3 separate regions of the Zea mays genome follow, and all the other regions are linked to region 1. The links are chromatin contacts, called in public Hi-C maps. All regions are on one chromosome and are shown on one strand. The core of a region is the stretch at or near the end of the contact, and the rest is flanking DNA. Distances in the headings are between cores, read along the strand shown. Region 1 holds the start of LOC103640588 (L-type lectin-domain containing receptor kinase IX.1). Region 2 overlaps LOC100280665 (methylcrotonoyl-CoA carboxylase subunit alpha). Region 3 holds the start of LOC100192758 (putative protein kinase superfamily protein).

Region 1 (3,479 bases), core at 586-3,085:
TTGGGTAGTTATGCTATTGCTTTACATGGTTTTGGGTTAATATTTCATTATATCCATGTTCCTATTATTCTGTTATGTTATTGATGTTCATGATAAGATCGTTATGTTAATGGGAACATGGAGAACCACCCGGGAAAACGTGCCACCACAAGGGAGGAATGTGACCCCTTGGCTAACTAATTAGGAAAGCTAGTGGAAGACTACCTTACCCGAAAGGGGCAAGGGCAGTAGGGGAGTTGCATGCAGGGAGGTTCTCGGGTTCATTTTGCTGCGATGGCGGTCAGACGAGGGATTCTTGCAAGTGCTCTTCCCATAACTGTAGCGGGTTTTCGGAAGCTAGTGAAACTTTGTAAAGGTCTCGTAGTGGATCCCTAGCCATTCACCTCGCTAGTGTCTAAGGACCTTGCAAACCCTGGCGACATGAGATACACGACTTGTGGATAGAGTGTAAAACTGGTATACTAGCCGTGCTCACGGTCATGAGCGACTCGGACACTCACATGATTAATTTATGTAACTTAAATTCAATTTGTTATTTGCATTTGCATGGGATTATTTATTAATTTTGTTCTATTATTCTTATTATGGTTTGGTATTTACTTACATTTAATAACTGCTAATAAAATTTGACCAATGTATTAAAAGCAATGCTCAACTTTAACCTCTATTGTTGGTCAGCCTTACACATCACATGAACTCTCACCTTTGGTGAGTTAATGCACATTATTCCCCACAACTTGTTGAGCGGTGAACATGTGTGAGCTCACCCTTGCTTCTCACCCCCCCCCCCCCCTCACACAGGAGAAGAACAGGTGGTTCAAGAGGAGACATACAATGAGGAGTTCGATTTGATATAGATGGCGTCTCCCAGTTGACTTATTAGTTTGTTTATATTTAGCTTTATTTTGTAAGACTTTTGTTATGTAATAAGTATTCTGATTATATTGTGACATTTATCTCTATACACTCTGTTATTATATATGTTATCTTTTTTGCGTATGTATAAGATGCACCCGGTTTTGTTTTTTAAATCCGGGTGTGACCGGCGGAGAAGGCGGGCAGCCATGGCCGGCGCCCGGCGACACCCTTGCCCGACCTCTTTTCTGTTCTGCTCTGTAGTTGTCCATTTCGTTTGGAAGTTTCACAAGAGTGGTTCGAAAAGGGGTCTGTAAGCAAATGGAGAAGTGTACTTAGTGCTCGTCAAATGTCTTGGTTCTAATCTAAAGCGGTGCAACTGTGGGCTTTGTCATGTCAAACGTGGTTTGGGTTGGGTAAATCCGTCGACATTGCCGGCCTGCGCTTGGCTCGAATCATGCCGGCTGCTATCACTGCCGTTTTTAATCCGATTTGCCGGCGGTCTGCGCGGGCAGCCTGCCCGGAACGTGAGGCCGCTTGGGTGCCGCTGCTACCTCGTCTACCTGCTCGACGACGTCACCCTGCCGCCATCGCCGGCGACGCGGCCGCCGCTACCGCCCATGCCTTCGCCGCCGCTGGCCCTCGGCTCCAGGCAAACATTTTTTTTGTCCCTGATTTGATCGGTCGTCCAACTAAAACCGAGTTTGCTTAAAACCAATTTGATGAATCTGGACCGTCTGTTTTTTTTTGGTTGAACGGAGCTGAAGTCCTAAACAGGCTCTATTTCTGGCGCCAACTGCTGCTGTAGGGTCCGCTAATGGGCCATGGCCCAGTAGCCGAAGGGGAAATAGGCCCACGTTGAGAGGAGGAGGAGATCAGACCGGGCCCGTTAGTAACGTACAAGAATGTTACTGTTTGTGTTTGGGCAGATATTACAAAACCTGCTCAAGTCAACCAACGGATGAGCTTAGAGAAGAACATTCAACAAGCTCAGGCGAGGAGAGAAGAACATCCAACCAAAGTATAAAGGCAGCCCTTTGTCTCTCTGGCTATGGGGGACGCCGTGGCCGTGACGTCGTCGGTTTCGGTCTCTGAAGATCGGATGCACTCTGACTTGGTCGCCTCGCCATCAACAAGATGTCCAAGGTTTCACTGCAGGTTCTTTTCTCTCTCTTTTTTTACACTTTCTTCTTCCTTTTTAAGCTCCGATCCTCGCTTGAGGAATGGGTTAAAGCGACAGGAGCAGTTTGGCATGGTCAAAGGCTCAAAGCAACATCTAGAATGGACTACTTAGACCCCGTTTGTCAGAACTTTGGCTTTACCTTTTCTCTGGAAAAAAGCCAAAACTCAGTCAAACATTTTTTTAATAGCTTACTACGAAAAGCATCTAAATGCCAAAGTTGTTTTTTATTATGAAGAAAAAACCACAAATAGTAGCTTCATCAATCCTGGATCTATTGCTTCGGGAAAAAAAAAAAACTCTGACTCTGCCATTTTAATACAGGAAAATGACTCTGTCTCTACTCTCTAGGATAAGCCGTTTGTACTGAATAATTTGCGAAATGGCTTTAACTATATAAAAAACTGCTTTTCAGGAAGCCAGGGAGGTAAGCTTTTTTTGGGCAAACCAGCTGAGTTGCAAAATAGGTCTATCTCCAGCAACTCTCATATCTTATTCCTAATCTCACGTCCTATTTTAAACTTCAATCTATATATATAATGCGAAACAATGTTTTACATGGTTATATGCACAATCTGCTCGAACAAAACTTTACTTGAGAGATAAGATATTCACTGTTTCAGTCAAAGCAGATCAGTCTACGGTGCTAGCCAACTACAAAACTTTTTCTGACCACTATTGAGAAACTTTCTTGCGCACAAGGGGAGAGCTTTTTTTTTTCTTCTTCTCAACCAAAAGAAGAAAAAAAAACAGTCCTGTCATCTACAAGAAGTTGGCATGGCATTTCGTTTGGTTGACTCTGAACTTGTAGTTGTAGCTGCGTCTATTATGAAGATTTGGTCTCTGCATGTGTGCACACTGACACAGGACACCGAGTCCTGCTCCTGCATCGTGCTGGAACTGGACAGCTCAAAAGCCACCTGGATCCCCTACAATTCCTCATCGAGCGGCGGCTGACGAGGAGCAGAAAGCAAGGGTACGGTGTCCCCGTCCCCTGCGGCCATGGCATCCTGCCTTCTCCTCCTCGCCGCCTTGGCCATCTTCTTCGTCGCGGCCGCCGGGCAGAACAACAGTATCATGGAGCCGTTTAATCCGTCCTGCTCGTCGACGGACAACTACACCGACGGTAGCCAGTACAAGAAGAACCTGGACCAGCTCCTGGCCGCGCTCCCCGCGGCGGCCGCCGACAACGGCTGGTTCTACAAGGGCAGCGCCGGGGCGGGGCCCGACGAGGCGTTCGGCCTCATCATGTGCTTCGCGGACCGCAACGCGACGCAGTGCCTCGACTGCCTCTCCAGGGCGCCAGCCGGCATCACGACGGTCTGCGCGGGCAGCCGGAACGTGAGCGCCGCGTACGACGCGTGCGTGCTCCGGTACTCGGCCGCGCCGATCCCCGCCACCGCGGACCTCAACGCCGCCTTCGCCGTGCACGAGACCATCGTCG
Region 2 (3,479 bases), core at 654-3,153, 620 kb before region 1:
TTTGAGTATTTCTACAAAGTCCTCAAAAGAATCTCATGGTGTAGCTGAGCTTGGTGCAATTTTGGCTGCTGCATGCATTTGCAAGAAGGAACACATTACATCTAAAGAATCACTACGTATGTCCGACCTACCATTTTGTTTTTTCTTTCAACAATAACATTGCTAATTTGACCTGGTAACGACATATGCTATGTGCTTTTCAGGAGCCAACAAGTCACTATCTGTATGGTACAATAATCCACCTTTCAGGATGCATCACTTTGCTAGGCATCCCCTGGATCTTGAGTTGGAAGAGAATGATGGATTCAGTGAGAAACTTCTTAAACTGTTCATTACTCATAAGTTTGATGGAAGCTACTTCATCGAGGTGATTACTATATATAAGCACATACTACTTTTCAAGCTTTCACATACATTTCTGTATTTGATCTTGAGCTGATGGAATCCATGTCAACTGCATAATCGGCACAAACAAACATCATACATTTTATGATTAATCTAGCAAACCAAATTGATGTGCCCAATCTGATATGTCTTCGCATAATTGATTGATTGTCAAAGCAAAGAATATTTGACAAAACAAATCAATGGCCTACATAGTGAAAGAGTGTATTTCTAGCCTCACTAGAAATAAAGTCTCTCTGTCGAGATCAGACACAGGAAAGTACATAAATATGATGATGTATGTGTCCATGGCATGGCTTCAAAACCAGGAGATTAATCAAATGGACTTTAGCAATGTAATACACTTCATCTGTCAGTTGATATCTTACTAATTATATTTCTATCTTGATCAGACAGAAGATGGCACTTCTGGTTTAGATGTCAAAGTTGATCACAAGGGTGACCACGATTTTCGTGTGGATGTTTCTGGTCTGCAAACTGATGTGACTCTAGCATCTTATTCAAAGGTTTACCTGATACTTTGGTCACAGTGAACTGAGGTGTAGATAATCCATTATATCTGTAATTCCTCCACCAAGTTCCTCACCTCGTTTCTTGCAGGGAAACAGCAAACACATACATGTCTGGCATGGGAATCATCACCACCATTACAGACAGACTGTAAGAGCTGAGCATGCAGTTGAAGATAGCTCCCAACCTAGTCATGCTTCTGAAGGGAAGTCGCATCCAAAAGGGAGTGTTCTGGCACCGATGGCTGGCTTGGTTGTGAAAGTTTTGCTTGAAGACGGGGCTCAGGTGGACGCAGGGCAGCCTGTCATGGTTATGGAAGCAATGAAGATGGAGGTCTGGAATAAATTTTTTTCATGGCTATTTCTTAAGTTTCGTCAAACTTCAACTAATCCTAAATTTGCCTTCTCTACTCTTTCCAGCATGTTGTGAAGGCGCCTCGTGCCGGATACGTGAGTGGCCTGAAGGTTACTGCAGGCCAACAAGTTTTTGACTCCAGTGTCCTTTTCACAATCAAGGTATGTAGTGCTTTTTTTTTAAATACAGTATCCTGAAATCTTGCAGTTTGCCTCTCTCTGTTTTTTTGTCACAACGAAGCTATTGCTAAGTCTCATCATCATTAGAGGTAGACCAAACAGCAATCAAACTTATTCGAAGGTATCCAACTTAGAGAGTATCTAAAATGAAAGGAAAGAAAGTGTAGAAGTGAGTGGCGGAAATTAGAACATTGTGCTGTGCAGCATACTAAGCATCTGCAGCTATGCGCCCTCTGTAGCGTAGCAGCAGCAAAAGGCGGCCTTTTGCATTGATTTGCTACCTTCTGAATATATTTTAGCGGTCTATAATGGTTTGAAACAATAAAACGGTGTTCAACCGCTCAATAGCCATTTCTGGGGAAAGCAAGCAGTTGCAGCAATGTCTATCTGTTAAAGGAGAGCCTTTTACTATCTGTGGTGGAGTTGTTGCTTCAAACGGCCCCACCAAACTGGCCGCGACCTTTTTTTATTTTTATGTAGAGAGCAACGTTTCGCACGTTCCTTGTGTCAGCTTCTCATGGAGTCATGGATGGAATCCCTACGACTAGAAAAGTTGTGTTTCCTTCCTTCCAATGCAGTCCTAGAACTCAGCTGAAATCCAAATGCACCCCTTTTTCCAAATTTTCAGGACAGCTCTGCAAACTGAGATGGAGCGATCACTGCCCTAGAGTAGTTGCACTGCAACTGCATCAAGCACCCAGCGGATGCTCGTCCAGATAGAGAAGCGAAGGAAATAAACTGCTGGGTTCGTCTGCGGGCAATCCAATCCGGCAGGGCAAGCAGACGGCGCATGGTGTTTCCCGGCTTGATGCGAATCCATCATCCGCCGCAACAATTCCATTGCGTAGTGTACACGAACATGAAACTGTACCACGCTGAGCAAGAGGAATTCTTGTTTGATTTGTGCAATGAAATAAGTTGATTCCATCACCGTTCCATTTCTCATAATTAGTAATAATAATGAATAATTAGTAATAATATAATGAGGAATGTGTTTATTTTACCAATTTTATGGAATGGACTCGTGATGTATCACCTCATCTAGAATCAATTGATTCTTTAAACCAAACACTCTCTAAGCAAATGAGATCAGTTCTATGTACCACGCTGGATAGGGACGTTGAGAACCGTGACCGAAGGATCAGTCAAATAACCAACTGAGAGCATCTCCAAGAGAATTTTCATTTTTGATTCTCTATTTATCTTTTCATAAAGATTATACTCTATATATAGCATCTTCATTCCAACAGATTATCTATCTAGTTTGATTAGTCAGGTGGCTAGCCAAATTTGGCTAGTGAGGGAGTCAATTTGGAGAGTCGGATAGTTTGGCGAGTCAGATAGCTAGTGTGTTGAAGAGTTATTTTGTTGTTGAATAGCTAAAATTTAGCTTGGTGAGCCATTTAGCTACTCTCTTAGAGATGCTCTGAAGAAGCTGTTGAAAGAGTTATTTTTTTTCTCGCTAAAATCTATTACTAGCCATTAGAAAGGATACAGAAAATCTCTTAAAGCTGCTCTTAGATAAGCTTTGGCTACTCCATAGGAGCTACAAATTTGACTCCTCCCAAGCACACCCTAATGCTACATAAATATTTCCTAAAGCTACTGAAACTGACCACTGCATTCCTGAAAAATTGACACTGCATCAATGTACCAACAGAGGCCAGATAGTTGTTCTCGAGTCCATGTGAATTGGACAGTTGGGACTAGGCTTATTGCATAGAAAACAACAGCTAACAATCAAATACACAAAGTTAATAAACCAGTGTAGAGATGGCAATGGGTAAATACCCACCGGGTATTACTACCCCATACCCATACCCACGACACAAAAATAATCTCATCGGGTCACCCATATACACTGGCGGGTATGGATTTACCCCCATATCCATACCCATGTGGGTATGGATCACCCATCGGGTCACCCGTACCCACAAAAATTATACAACTATCAAAATATTATACTATACAAATGACAAGTATATCCATATAACTAACATTACAAAATTTTCTAGCATCATTTAACCATCC
Region 3 (3,479 bases), core at 656-3,155, 580 kb before region 1:
AGTTTTCGAAATATGTTCTGACAGTGGACAGAATACAACAATCATCTTATAAAATTTATAACTCTTAAACTATCAGGCGTATGGCTATGAAATTTTAACACAAGCAAGATAAGAAAGTCATATACAACTTTCTTATGATCACCATGAACTTATTGTAAAATTAACGTAAGCAACCATAGCAATCTCTGAAATCTATTCAGAAATTGGACAGATTCAGGTGCTGGACTTGTGAGAAGCATAACTTCTAAACCATTACTTCTAAGAACATGAAACTTTAGTACAATCTAGATATACAAGTTAACTACAACTTTTATATAGAACATATCTACAGAAATCATACTTTACTTAACTAGATTAATCGCACCACTAAAACTGTACACGCAGGAAATTCAGCTTGCGGTCATAATAGCACTTAACTCAAGCACCAAACAAAATCATGGAGGGATAGTGCCACAAATTCTCAAGTTTAAATCATTGTGATTTAGTTACCAGGTTTCAGTTTATATCAAGACACTTAAGCATTTCAAGAAACATGCACGCTTTTGTTTACTTCTAATTTTTCACTAACTCTTCTTATAATTATAAAATGAGTGTCATTTTAGCACCATATAAAAAATATCTAATTTGGGTATATAATTTTTATGAGAAATAGGTAATAACAAATTATGACTAATGTATAAATTTCACATGCTCAGGTTTTATATTGTATTTACAACAAAAATAACAAATTGTTAATACAATAAAGCATGTGAGAGCAAGTTAAATCTAAAACTAATTATTCTCTGAGGATGCATAACCATGTTAAGTTTTCTTGGGCTACTATAATATCATGCAAGGACAGTGGAAGATCATTTTCCATTTTTACATCTATATATTATTTATAAATCATTTAAGACTACTTAATATGCATTAAACAAGTTAAATCACTAACTTAATCATACATGCACCAAAATTCATGACCTTTTTACCCGTCACCAAGCATCACACCAAGAGTCTATTGTAAAAATTTGAATCCATTTGGAGCACTAGAGCTACAGATCCAAAAATAATAAGAAAAACAATCATCTTTTTCATATTATGAAGAATATTACGAAGAATAAATGTCACACTTGCAAAAAAGGAATTTAAGTTGAAAACATTATTCAAACAAAAGAAATTACATACAAGGCTTTTCTTTAAATACTACTCCCTCAATCCAAAAATATAATTGAATAATCTCGGTGATATTTATCTACTACTACACATTGTGGAAGGGTAGTAGGTGGGCTTCGGGATAGATGTAGTATATGTTTTTACTATAATAGATATAGACATAAACACACATGTGGTGTAGTGGTAGCTATGAGCACATTTGCTTGAGGGGTTGCGCGGGTTCAAATCTCCTTGAGGTCATTTGTGTTTTTTTAATTTAATTTTAGCTAGGAGTTGGATGTACGTGGGAATGGAAATAGACTTTGTGGAGAGGGGAAATGAGAAAGGAAACAAGGAATGGTGACCGAACATGAGAATTGACTGTGCGGAAAGGGGAATCGGAAAGGCAGAACAAGAATTGTGAGAATGAACTGTGCGGGGAATGGTGAGAATGGACCGTGCGGGGAGGGGGGAATCGAAAAGGCAGAACAGAGAATAAGAATGACAGAACACGGAATGACAGCCTACCCTTACTGCCTTAATAATCTTTTAATAATATAGATCTAATTATTATTTTTAAAAAGTACTTTGATTATTTGCAATTGCACTGATATGTTTTTATTATAATAACACTTAAATAACTTCTTAAATAATAATGATAATGATACACTTTAAAAGGAAAGAAGTATAACGACACAAATCTAATTGTCCTTCTCGTAATTATTGCCGGCAATTCCGACTCCTCTGACAATCCATCTACCACGCGCGGCCAAACTCCTGTTCTTCCACCTGCTGGCTGCTCCTGCCTCCCCTGCGCCCCAAACCCACCCGCCTCGCCGTCCCCGCAGGCCGCAGCCTGCTCTCGGCTCCCGCCGCCGTCTACCGCGTCCTGCGGCTGCGGTGTTGCGTCACCTCGGGTTCGCCTTAACTTCCACAATCCTCGCCGTCCTGGTGCTCCGCCGCCCCTCCCTTTGTACTCGCGCTGGAGCTGCAGATCCACCGCGACCTGGCGACCAATTCCTCCTCCCGCTGGTAAACACGCCCTCGCTTGCTTGCGCTGACTCGCTCGCCCTTACCGGAGCTAGCTGCAATCGAACCCAAATCCGAATCTTTCTCTCTCTCCATCGCTCCCACCCTCCCATCGCGCGGCGATTTGTTTGCTTCGTGTTGGAGCCGTGCTCTGTACCCAGTTCGCGTCCCAAGATTTTTTAGGGGCTCACTTCCTTGAATTTCGCTGAAATCTCGCCGTTTACACCTCCTTGTTTCTGCAGAAGAATTGGCGACCTTGGCCTCCGCCCCCGCGGCGCGGAGGAGTCAACTGTGGTAGCAACCACCGCGGAGGCTGCAAGCCTTCGGTAAGGGAGGAAAGTTGACTTGTTGGAAGCCGGTCCAGGGCCGCGATGACGTCGACCGCCGCCGGCGCGTCGTCGTCGGCGGCGAAGAGCGAGTCCTACCTGCGGGCCGACAAGATCGACCTCGAGAGCCTGGACATCCAGCTGGAGAAGCAGCTGGCCAAGACCTGGGAGAAGCACAAGGGGTCGTACAACCAGGGGCCCAGGGAGGACTGGGAGATCGACCTCGCCAAGCTCGAGATTCGCTACGTCATAGCGCAGGGCACCTACGGCACGGTGTATCGCGGCACGTATGATGGGCAGGACGTCGCAGGTACCCCTGTTGTACCTCATCCTGACTTCGTTTGTGGTTTAGTTGTGCCTCTGAGATTACGCGGTTCTGCTGTTGTAGAGGATTTCTTGGTTTTCATCAGTAGATAGTTGAACCGTTTTCATATATCCAGGCAGGCTAGCATGGCAAATGATACATTTAGTATCAGCTGGTAAATAAAAAAATGAAGCATACCTGTGTAACAAGCTATTGACAAAGAGCTTCTTTGCAGTGGTCTGTGTGCGAATTGTGAAGTATTTGCATCTTTGCGGATTCATGTTTTTTTTTTCTCTACTCTGAAGTTCTGATTGTTTAATTCTGAAACCTGTTATAGCCTCATTTTTAAGCTTACAGCTTCATTTGGACATGTTTGGAACCTGGGGAAAAAATATGTTATCGTGTTTCCTGTGAAATTCTGGTGTTTTTTGTTGTGAAACTGAACTGATTCCTGTGAAATTCCTGTAGCCCTGGGTGCCTGATTTTGGCGCATATGTGGTATGATGACTCATGAGCTTATTTAGTGTCCTGGTCCTTTAAAAAGAAATTGTGAATTTGTGATGGTTAATTCTTGTAGATCATCTAAGACAGCAGTTCTCAATAGCATGTTATCCAATCGATGAAGCTACCTGAACAGTGGACTAGTAAAATTGAAATTTATACTTTTATCTAGTATGCTGTGAAGCTTT

Evidence for each region. A called contact is a pair of places that touch in the nucleus more often than the background predicts.
Region 2: a contact with region 1 is called in a Hi-C map of leaf, with 5 times the contacts expected there. The contact joins the enhancer-like site here to the promoter of LOC103640588 in region 1. A contact is called at or near these places in 3 of 25 Hi-C or Micro-C datasets (ear, leaf and tassel).
Region 3: a Hi-C map of tassel shows a contact between it and region 1, with 2.8 times the contacts expected there. The contact joins the promoter of LOC100192758 here to the promoter of LOC103640588 in region 1. A contact is called at or near these places in 3 of 25 Hi-C or Micro-C datasets (leaf and tassel).

Annotation. Positions count from the first base shown.
Region 1 is chr1:176,173,498-176,176,976 of Zm-B73-REFERENCE-NAM-5.0, forward strand. LOC103640588 (L-type lectin-domain containing receptor kinase IX.1) reads left to right here and starts at 1,836. Exons shown (of 2, transcript XM_008663771.3): 1 at 1,836-3,479. The coding sequence starts at 3,038.
Region 2 is chr1:175,551,863-175,555,341 of Zm-B73-REFERENCE-NAM-5.0, forward strand. LOC100280665 (methylcrotonoyl-CoA carboxylase subunit alpha) reads left to right here. Exons shown (of 16, transcript NM_001371674.1): 11 at 1-116; 12 at 204-367; 13 at 798-911; 14 at 1,006-1,248; 15 at 1,335-1,430; 16 at 2,077-2,445. The coding sequence ends at 2,094. Among protein-coding and RNA genes, the nearest start is that of LOC100280665, 5.7 kb to the left of the region's middle. Within about 2 kb of position 1,904, at least 5 of the 20 cell types and tissues checked have an H3K27ac peak or open chromatin away from gene starts, as enhancers often do. A contact at or near this core is called in leaf, where this site is marked.
Region 3 is chr1:175,590,732-175,594,210 of Zm-B73-REFERENCE-NAM-5.0, forward strand. It overlaps LOC100192758 (putative protein kinase superfamily protein), which reads left to right and starts at 1,906. Exons shown (of 7, transcript NM_001137956.2): 1 at 1,906-2,163; 2 at 2,403-2,796. The coding sequence starts at 2,532.